Linked DNA regions of Callithrix jacchus: region 2 is linked to region 1. Evidence: chromatin contacts called from public Hi-C data. All regions are on one chromosome and are shown on one strand. The core of a region is the stretch at or near the end of the contact, and the rest is flanking DNA. Distances in the headings are between cores, read along the strand shown.

Evidence for each region. Hi-C and Micro-C count contacts between places; a contact is called where the count stands out from the background.
Region 2: a Hi-C map of skeletal muscle shows a contact between it and region 1, with 2.2 times the contacts expected there. The contact joins the promoter of CTXN3 here to the enhancer-like site in region 1. A contact is called at or near these places in 2 of 3 Hi-C or Micro-C datasets (both in skeletal muscle).

What each region holds. Positions count from the first base shown.
Region 1 is chr2:81,243,737-81,248,120 of calJac240_pri, reverse strand. All of the region lies in intron 3 of CCDC192 (coiled-coil domain containing 192), which reads left to right. Among named protein-coding and RNA genes, the nearest start is that of CCDC192, 55 kb to the left of the region's middle. Within about 2 kb of position 2,615, at least 2 of the 16 cell types and tissues checked have an H3K27ac peak or open chromatin away from gene starts, as enhancers often do. A contact at or near this core is called in skeletal muscle, where this site is marked.
Region 2 is chr2:81,365,638-81,370,021 of calJac240_pri, reverse strand. It overlaps CTXN3 (cortexin 3), which reads left to right and starts at 2,416. Exons shown (of 4, transcript XR_617767.5): 1 at 2,416-2,661; 2 at 3,781-4,133. All of the region lies in intron 1 of LOC128931329 (a long non-coding RNA gene), which reads right to left.

The DNA.
Region 1 (4,384 bases), core at 1,366-3,865:
ATTGAAAATACATAGAGCTTCAGATGGTGTTGAGTATTGCTGGGCCACACTAACGGGTGTCTGTGGGACTAAGTTTGACCCTAAATCCCACTGGAAAATCTGGTTCCTGAAAATAACCTTTGGGCTCTTGTCCTTGAGAAACTGGTGACTGCAGCTCTGTGTGCATGTGTTTGTATGTTATTCCTGTTGTTTTTGACATTAAACAATAAAAGCTAAGGCCAAATTATTGCCCCAGGTTAGATCAAAGTTCTTGGGGCTCAGGTTTTCTCTTCAAGATGGCATTTTCAAAGAAACAGGATTTTTCTTTTTAGGATTTCTTTGGCCATGAGGTAGTAACAGTGTGCCATAAGCAATGAAACAGGGCTCAAATAGCAGCTGGTGAGAAAGAAGGAAATAGATCATAGTAACAGAAAAGGAAGGATTTTAGCAGTTTACTTTCTCTTAAGAGTTTTAACCACTTTGCTAATATTTATGCTAAAAATTCTTCAGGCATATTTATTTGTATTGTTACAAAGCTTGGACTAGAAACAATGCCTCACACGCAAAAAAATCTAATATATTTAACTCTAATCAGCAAGATATTATGAATCATGTTATGCCTAAGACCCTAGGACAAACTCCCATTATTTCTCTCTTAGTACATCTTCGTGTCCAGTCTATCTTTTCTTTACGTTTAGGAATAGAAGGAGCAAAGACACTAGCAAATTTTTAGATACTGAATGTGTGTATTGAGTGGATAAAAGTAATTTGATGCATACTTAGATTGTCCAAAAATGTTCTGGTTTTTTTTTTAATTGTTTATATGCAACAGTAGGTCTTTTGATGTCAAGTTTATTTGAAATAAACAATGTGCCCTTGGTAGGAGTATTCATTTCTGCAAATGCTCAGAAATTATGCTTGACATGCCAATCTGAAATCATGAGTTTTGTGAATGAGTTTTTGTTTTCAGAACTATTTTGAAGTCTACTTTAATGCCATAACATCACAAGCAGTCTGTTTGACCTGGAATGGGTTCCTTATCAACATGAAATCTAGTTATCAGGAACTTCATTAAACAATTTGGCTAACCAGAGTTCTGATTGATTTTACAGCAGACAAGTTCCCTCCTTATTAAAAAACAAAACAAAATCGGACAACTTCTCATTTAAGCAGGTGTTCATCTTCATCTCATTACTGGTTTGTTGGTGTAAATTAAGAGCTTCAAAGAATGCAAGGAAACAAATAGAAGCTGGTGAAGAGATAGTGTTGTTCTGAATAGACTCAAACACAATGACGAATCAGGTTCTGTAGTGTATTGTTGTTGCAGGCGGGATGTGTGGATTGCTGGCCTGTTACATAACTGAAGACTTCCTTTTGCTTGTAAATGTCAAGATCAAACAGAGGTCAGTTTTAAATAGCTGACCGGTGCTGATAAATGTGACTTTCTCTTTTTAGAAAAAGCAAAAAGCCTCCTGCCTTAAGAGTCACGGTTCTGCTGTTAGAAGGAGGTGTCTTTGTTTGGGCTTAACTTATATTTTGTTCATAAGGTTTTCTCTGAGATGGCAAATAAACTTTCTCTTTGCCTATTGTCTACAGATAAATTAGTAAGTTAGGTATATGCTTTCTTTCAATTATTTGTTCATTCAATAAATATTTATTGAGTTTATACTATGAGCTAGGCATTCTGTTTGGTACTCCTGTGAATTTCAGCTCATGTATTTCTCCAAACAGTCCTGGAAAATCGTATATGCCATTTTGCAAATGAAGAAAGCTCTTTTGTGGGCTTGCAAGCCTCTTGTCTGCTCCTTCTATATGCTCTCCTTGGTGATCCGACTTCAGGGTACACAATCTGCTGAAACGCATTAAGTCCTCACCATTGGTCCAGGTCTTCCCTGACTCCAGACCTAATTATGTGTCTACTGAACAGCTCCACCAAGATTCCCACAGCCAACTCAAGCTCTCCATCTCTAAAATTCAACTTGCCTGCTTCTTGCCCCAAGCCTGTTTTCTTCCCCCACATTCCCTAGGCCAACGATCAGTGCCACCAGCCACTCTGTGCTGCTTTGATTCTTTCCTTTTCCTCACCCCTCATATGCAATCAATTGCTGAGTAGTGTGGGTGATGACTCCCAAATCATTCTTAAATCTCTGTCTCCACTGTCTTCATTCTTGTCTAGGTCACAATCTGTAGCGCCTCTCCTGACTCTACCTTCATTATGGCCCTTGTTTAATGACTCCTCAACACTACAACCAGAATGAAGGTTCTGTAACACAGACCTCATATTTCTCAACTTTAAATCTTAAATTAGCCCACTTTCACTGTCAGGGTCAAATCTGTGCTCTAACAGATGTTACAGTGCCATTTATGATACGACCACCTGCTTGTTTCTCCAGCTTTACCTTACACCACTCCCTGTATACCACTATTACACCACTTTCAGTTCTTTAAAGGTATCATATCCTCTCTCACCTTTCTAATCTAATCTAAGGAAAAACAAAGACCCCATTTCTTAGAGTCAAATTTTCATTAATACACTCCTTCCCCTGTGCTTCTGCCTAGAATTTCTATGCTAACTCCCTCCACTCCCTCTTATCTCCTTCCTCATTATCCAAAGAAGCCCAAGAGACTACTTTTCAGATCCTCAGTTAGATGTCATTCCCTCCAAAATGCATTTCTTCTTCCTTCAAGTTTGGGTTAGATGTCCTTAGGTGCTTTCATAATCTCTCTCCCACCTCCCACCTATAACTGCTTGTCTGTATCTCCCACTATACTGTATACCCCATGGAAGAAGCTCAGACAGTAACTCCTATGAGGTCCTAAGTCAAATTAGAATTCATTACTTGTCCCTTTTATGTCAAAGCTCATGTTTTTCCATTTTGCACTTGGAGTTGACCCCCAGGCAAGGAGGGCCATAGGAGGACGCACATTCAGATCTGTGCTCAAGAGAGAAAGCAATCAGGGTACTGAGAAGGACAGATTTGACAGACCGGAGCCAGGCAGATCAATGTGAGGCTCTTATAAAAATCCAGTTTGGAAATGATAAAGGCCTAAATTATCAGTGGAGAGAAGACTGAAACAAGATATATTTATGAGTTGGATTTGGTGATTAATTAAATGTAGGAGCTGAGGGGAAAGTCGACTGATTTCAAGTTTCAGGTGACTGTGCAACCTGTGGTTACCCAACTATCTTATATTGGAATTATTAGATGTTAAAAATGATTCATTTCTTATGGATGACTCCATGCAGACTTGATTTACCACTTATGCTATAGATTCTTCATCCAAGTTCTGGATGATTCTAATTTCCTTTTATAGATCTTCTAAATCTTGCCATTTTAGCTATTATGTCAGATCCTTCAACCCAGGGGTGTCTAATCTTTAGGCTCCCCTTGGCTACATTGGAAGAAGAAGAATTGTCTTGGGGCACAAATAAAATATACGAATACTAAGGATAGTTGATGAGCTAAAAAAAAATCACAAAAAAACCTCATAATGTTTTAAGAAAGTTTACATATGTGTGTTGGCCCACATTCAATGCCGTCCTGGGCTGCATGTGGGTCATGGGACGTGCTTGTTTTAACCCATCCTGGAAATAGTTTTTCTTCTATTTTTCAGTCCATGGAGTTTCTGGGAGAAAATTTAGGAAGACCATGTGTTTTGCGTGTGAAGATCTCATTTATTAGCCTCAGAAAGTGTTAAGTGTTGAAGTTTGGAGTTATACCAATGCAAATCTCTTGAGGCTATTGAATGAATGTCTAGTGACAAGCAGTGGTCCAATACAGAGGTCCTCAACATTTTGTCCAAGAGATCCCTTGGAGGTTGCTAACACCCTTAAATGATCTTCAAAGTTAAACCTATTTGGATAATAATACTAATAGGTTATTATTCTTTTCTGCTATCATTCTTTTATGAGTAGAATTTTCCAGATTCTATATGACAGAATCAATGCAGAAGCAGATATGAAAGTCCCACTGTCTTCTATTAAGCCAGACATTAAGGAAATTTGCAAAATCTAAAACAATACCACTTTTTTCTGTTTCCTTTTTGTTTTGTTTTGAAAAAGTTATTTCTAATTAAAATATATTTGTGTTAGCATATACTGAGTTTATTATTTTTAAACAAATTAATAAAAGCACTTTTAAATTTCTAAGTTTTAATTTCTAATTCAGTAAATATCAGTAGATATAGCCCATATAAATAAAAGCTTTTAAAAGTTCTCAGTAATTTTTAGAAATGTAAAAACGTCCTGAGCATCAAAAGTTTGCAAAATGCTGATTTCTGACCCTGTAGAGTATAATTCAAGAAGCACAGTCTGTTTGGGAACATGAATCATGATGGAAATTGCCATTACACAAAATGTATAGTAAATTAACATAATTTTATTAATAAACAAAATAATATGCTA
Region 2 (4,384 bases), core at 1,167-3,666, 120 kb before region 1:
ATCGCCTCTAAATAGAACTGCTGCTGTGTATTTTGTGAAGTTGCTCCTTCTTAGGGTTGGAGATCAGCTTTTTTGGCAGCGTGATTCATTTCCTGGTTATATGCTTTATTGTTCTGACTTATACAGAAAAGGCTAAACAAAATTTTGTAGGGCAATCTATAATCCTCAAAAGTATTCAATTCTGTCAGTGTTTTTTTCTTGCACATACATTTCCAAGATGTGTTACAGCATTGTTTCTCATCTTTATTTGGAGTCCTTCTCTCTTCTAGACTTATCAGCTACTAATAGAGCATTTAGCATAACACAGATGTGATGTATACAGAAATGCATTCAAGAAAAGATCAAACGCGGAGGCTACCAATCTACAACTGGACTTTAACCTGCTTGCTTTTAATAACTCTTAAATACAGATCCCAACTTATAGGCTTGGTGTGAATATCATTAAACCTTTCCCACTGTTCCCTTAAGCTTTGAATGTTCACTGATCTGTGAAGATAGCTGAGTGGATAAATAAACTTAGACCTGACAAACCAGAGAGATATTAGAAAGAGAGCTAATCTTGTCTTTAAAAAAAGAGCTTTATGTTACCTGATAAATTGATTTTTTAAAAACAAGAAGACAGAAATAAAAATAACACACATAAACTGGCTAGCACTTTTTTTAAATGAATTAAAAACTGGTGGGGTTATTAACATGTATCCTAGCCTGCTTGTCTTTCCACCCTCATTTCCCATTTTCTGGTAGTTGCATAAATTTCATCTGGCCTGAACCCCAGAGTACAAAAGAGAGGATATGAAGAGAGAGGGCCCCAAGCAAGGGAGAGGGGCCCTGGGACTGAGATGCACATTCCCGCCACTAACTTTAGTCCATATATTCTTTTTCTGAACCTTCCTTGCAGTGAGTATTCAGCTGTGCCCAATGTTGCCAAAAAGCAAGGAAGATGAATACTGAAAGGAATCTTTGGCTTGAGGCCACCAGAAGCCACTGGTGACCTTGTGAAACCAGGTCCTATAGAAAGGTGAGGAGACAGTTCAGATGTCTGCTGGGTGAGCCGTGAAGGTGGAGGTTGGGAAGGTTAGGAATTTAGTGGAAGTGGGCCAGTCTGTCAAGAATCTCAGCAATCATCGCTAGAAGTGGAGCTCCTCATGGCCCTGTTCATCAAGGAGCCTCCTAGAGTTGTTCAGTGCACAACATGAACAAACAGAAGCCAAGACCTAGTATTCGTATTGTTTATTCTCTGCAACACCTAACACAGAACATATCTGACACTGAGAGATCATGAATAGTCCCTGGATAAATGAAAGTAAGAACATACACAAAGGAAGGAAGAAAAGATTTTTACAAAAAGTCTAGTGATAAAAACCATGTTTATATTTTGAAGGTTATATAGAGTTTTTGTTCAATTTTATTTTGAGGATTAGGCAGAGTTAGAAAGAAACACAATAATAATATAACACAGCCTTGTCCTGGCATAAAGACTGATGGCTCATAGAGTCTTTTTTTCAGATCCATTATCTATTTCTTCATGGAAAAGTGCATCATAGGACATTTAGGAAAGAACTGTAAATTAAAGAACATTAAAGGTGAGGCTTGAAATCAGAATGTAGAAGTTCTTAAAGTAGATTTCTAACTAATATTAACTCTTGATGTTGTATCATTAAACATAAAGACTAAATGACACCTGGGAGTGGCACTGGGATCAGAATTGTTAAGTAGAAGCATATATAGCCACGTATACATCATGAAATCATCCTGTTTCATCACAATTTCCTGTGTATCTGAGCTGTGTACAGCTCGGTGTAGTATTCTAGGCTTCCTATTTAAAGCTGCACCAGAAAGCAGAATTTTAAGAATTCAGAGAAGAGATGCAAAGATTATTAAAGACAAAAGAAATAGGATCTACGTTAAAATGCTCACATGGATTTTTAGTAAACCCTTATTCATCGTTTTAGAATTCATGATGATTCACATAATGTAGCTGCATAGGGGGAAGGACTAATTTTAATAATTCCAATTATAATTATCTTTAAGAAGAGAGATTTAAATTTGGCTCCAAGCATAACACCAGATCTTCATCAAATACTCTTTGGTTTATCTAGATCGGCCTTCCTGAAGGGAAAGGGCATTCTAACAAAATTTTGTAGTAGTTAATGCCTGACTTTTTGCAGCAAGGACAGAATGAAAAGATGAAAAGAAACGCGCCAACCCATTTAGACTAAGTAAGCAGCAGAGTAGTTCATTTAAACAGAGTTTGTCAGAGGAAGTTATGGAATCTACTTCCCTGGAGAGTTTTAAAAATAGGCCAGGCACTCATCTCTCTGGGATGGTTTCAGCCTGCAGAGTGGCTAGAGGACAGCCCCAGGCCCTCTCAGGTTCCCTTCTGCCTCTACCAGTCTGTAGATTAAAACAATATCTGAGAAGGCCTCTTTGGGAGGGCAAGATACAGTCACCCAGGCCCATGTCTAACTACGATGTTTTCTCACCACATGGAATGATAAGTATAGGAGGAAGGGTGGGGTCAGAAAGTTTCCTCAACCACACTCTGTTGGCATTACCAAGACAGGCACTCCCTCTGCCAGCACTGACTGAATGCCAGAGGGATGCCAGTTAGTACAGGATGATCATGCTCGGTTGGATTTCATGTGTCGCATTGTCTTAACGGTATGTGGTGCATGTGTGTCTGAAAATAGGGTAAGTAAAATGATTTGGAAAGAAAATTCAGTTAAAAGTTAGGGAAACAAATGGGGTAAGAATCTGCATGTTCTCTTAGGTTAGACTAACATCAAGCATTTGATCTTAACATTTAGCATCTGATTTGAAAGTTTCTTTTTGGGTGTGAGGCCTATTCTATCCAGGACTGTGGTCTGTTGTCAGCAGATGGGGTTTTCCTCTTACAAAATGAGCTTGGTTCCAGCTTCCTAGAGCTGCTGGGTAAGAGCCGGTTGCTCACCAGAGCTAAGGAGACAACATAGCTGACAGGCACAGTTAGAGGCAGCTTTAAATATCACACACCCCATCATTTGGTGGGTGGGTGTGTTGTCGCTAACTGTACTTCCACTTCAACAAAGCAAGTGGTGAGTTGCCAAAAAACAAGGGGGCTCCGTCTTAAGCATCATGCTGAATTCTTTTTAGAGAGGTGGTTTTTCAATGAAGAATTTTATCCTAAAATGTTTTCCAATTTTATTTAGGAAATTTATTTATTTATCAAAGGAAAGTAATTTAAGCATTGTAGCAGGTAACTAGAATCTGTAGAATGAGAACAGCTTTCTCTAACAAAAAGCTATCTTCTTTATTCGTTGAGTGGTCTCAGGTGGCCTGTGTGAGATGGGGCTTTGCCAGTGCCACAGTTATGCAGGCTGCTCAAAGAGACACAAAACCTGGCAATCTACTGCCCAGCTAATTTACAAACAGGTGACAGGCGGTGAAACTATGATCTTGTTCTTTTTAAATGGTTCTTTCCTCCCCATACATGCTGCTTTTTGGAAAGGTCACTTTAGTTTTCTTTAGGAAAATGAGTCTTTCTTCTTCTCCCAAATGCTAAATTGATGCCCTTCCCCAGAAGTCTTCCTATTAATTGAGTTGGTCTGAAGGTCATCTACTATAATCAATATGAAGCGTGGCTGCAAGGTGCTAATTGACACCCCCAAAGAGGAATAATGTCAACAATCAATAGAGAGGAGGGAGCACTGGTAGATTTATGGTTTTGATTTTGAAAAGATATGGGAATGCCCAGTGATGTTTTCCCCCGTACTCCTTTTGAATGTTAATGCTTTCTTGAAGATGATTTCAGACACACTGCTAGGATACTGCCTCTACTCACTGAAGCAGAATCCTCTGAAGAGTTGCTGAGGCAGAACTGAAATCATGGCTCACCTCAAAGAAGCAGCAGTATTGGCCGTTAATGATGCCTCACACAGAAAGACGGTGCTCCTTTAACTGGGGGTTTTAATGGGAAGTTTCTAAGCCTGAAACAACAGCTTTAGACCTGGGGTGTGCCATCAGCTGCCTTGCAGCTACCACTGTCTACTGCTTTCACACGGCGTGGTCGGGAAGAAAGGAATCTAAAGAGGCTCGTAACTACCTGTAACTGTTCCACCAGGACATGGATCAAGTATGTATTCGGCCAGAGCCAGGTACTTGACCCAAACTGTATCTTTGATAGGCTAATTAAATGCTTTTCTCTAACTTTACAATTGATGCATGAGCAATCATCGCATAGATGCCTTTCAGACCCAAGTTCTGAATTTAGATCTAGTTGTTAGATAAGTCTAATTAAACAGTTGGTAGCTAAAGTTAAGAAGAGAGGGGGTTAAATGTAATGATGCATTTATTTTTAAAGCATGCTTAAGTTTGTAATGTTATTGATACTGAATGAAGTAAGTAG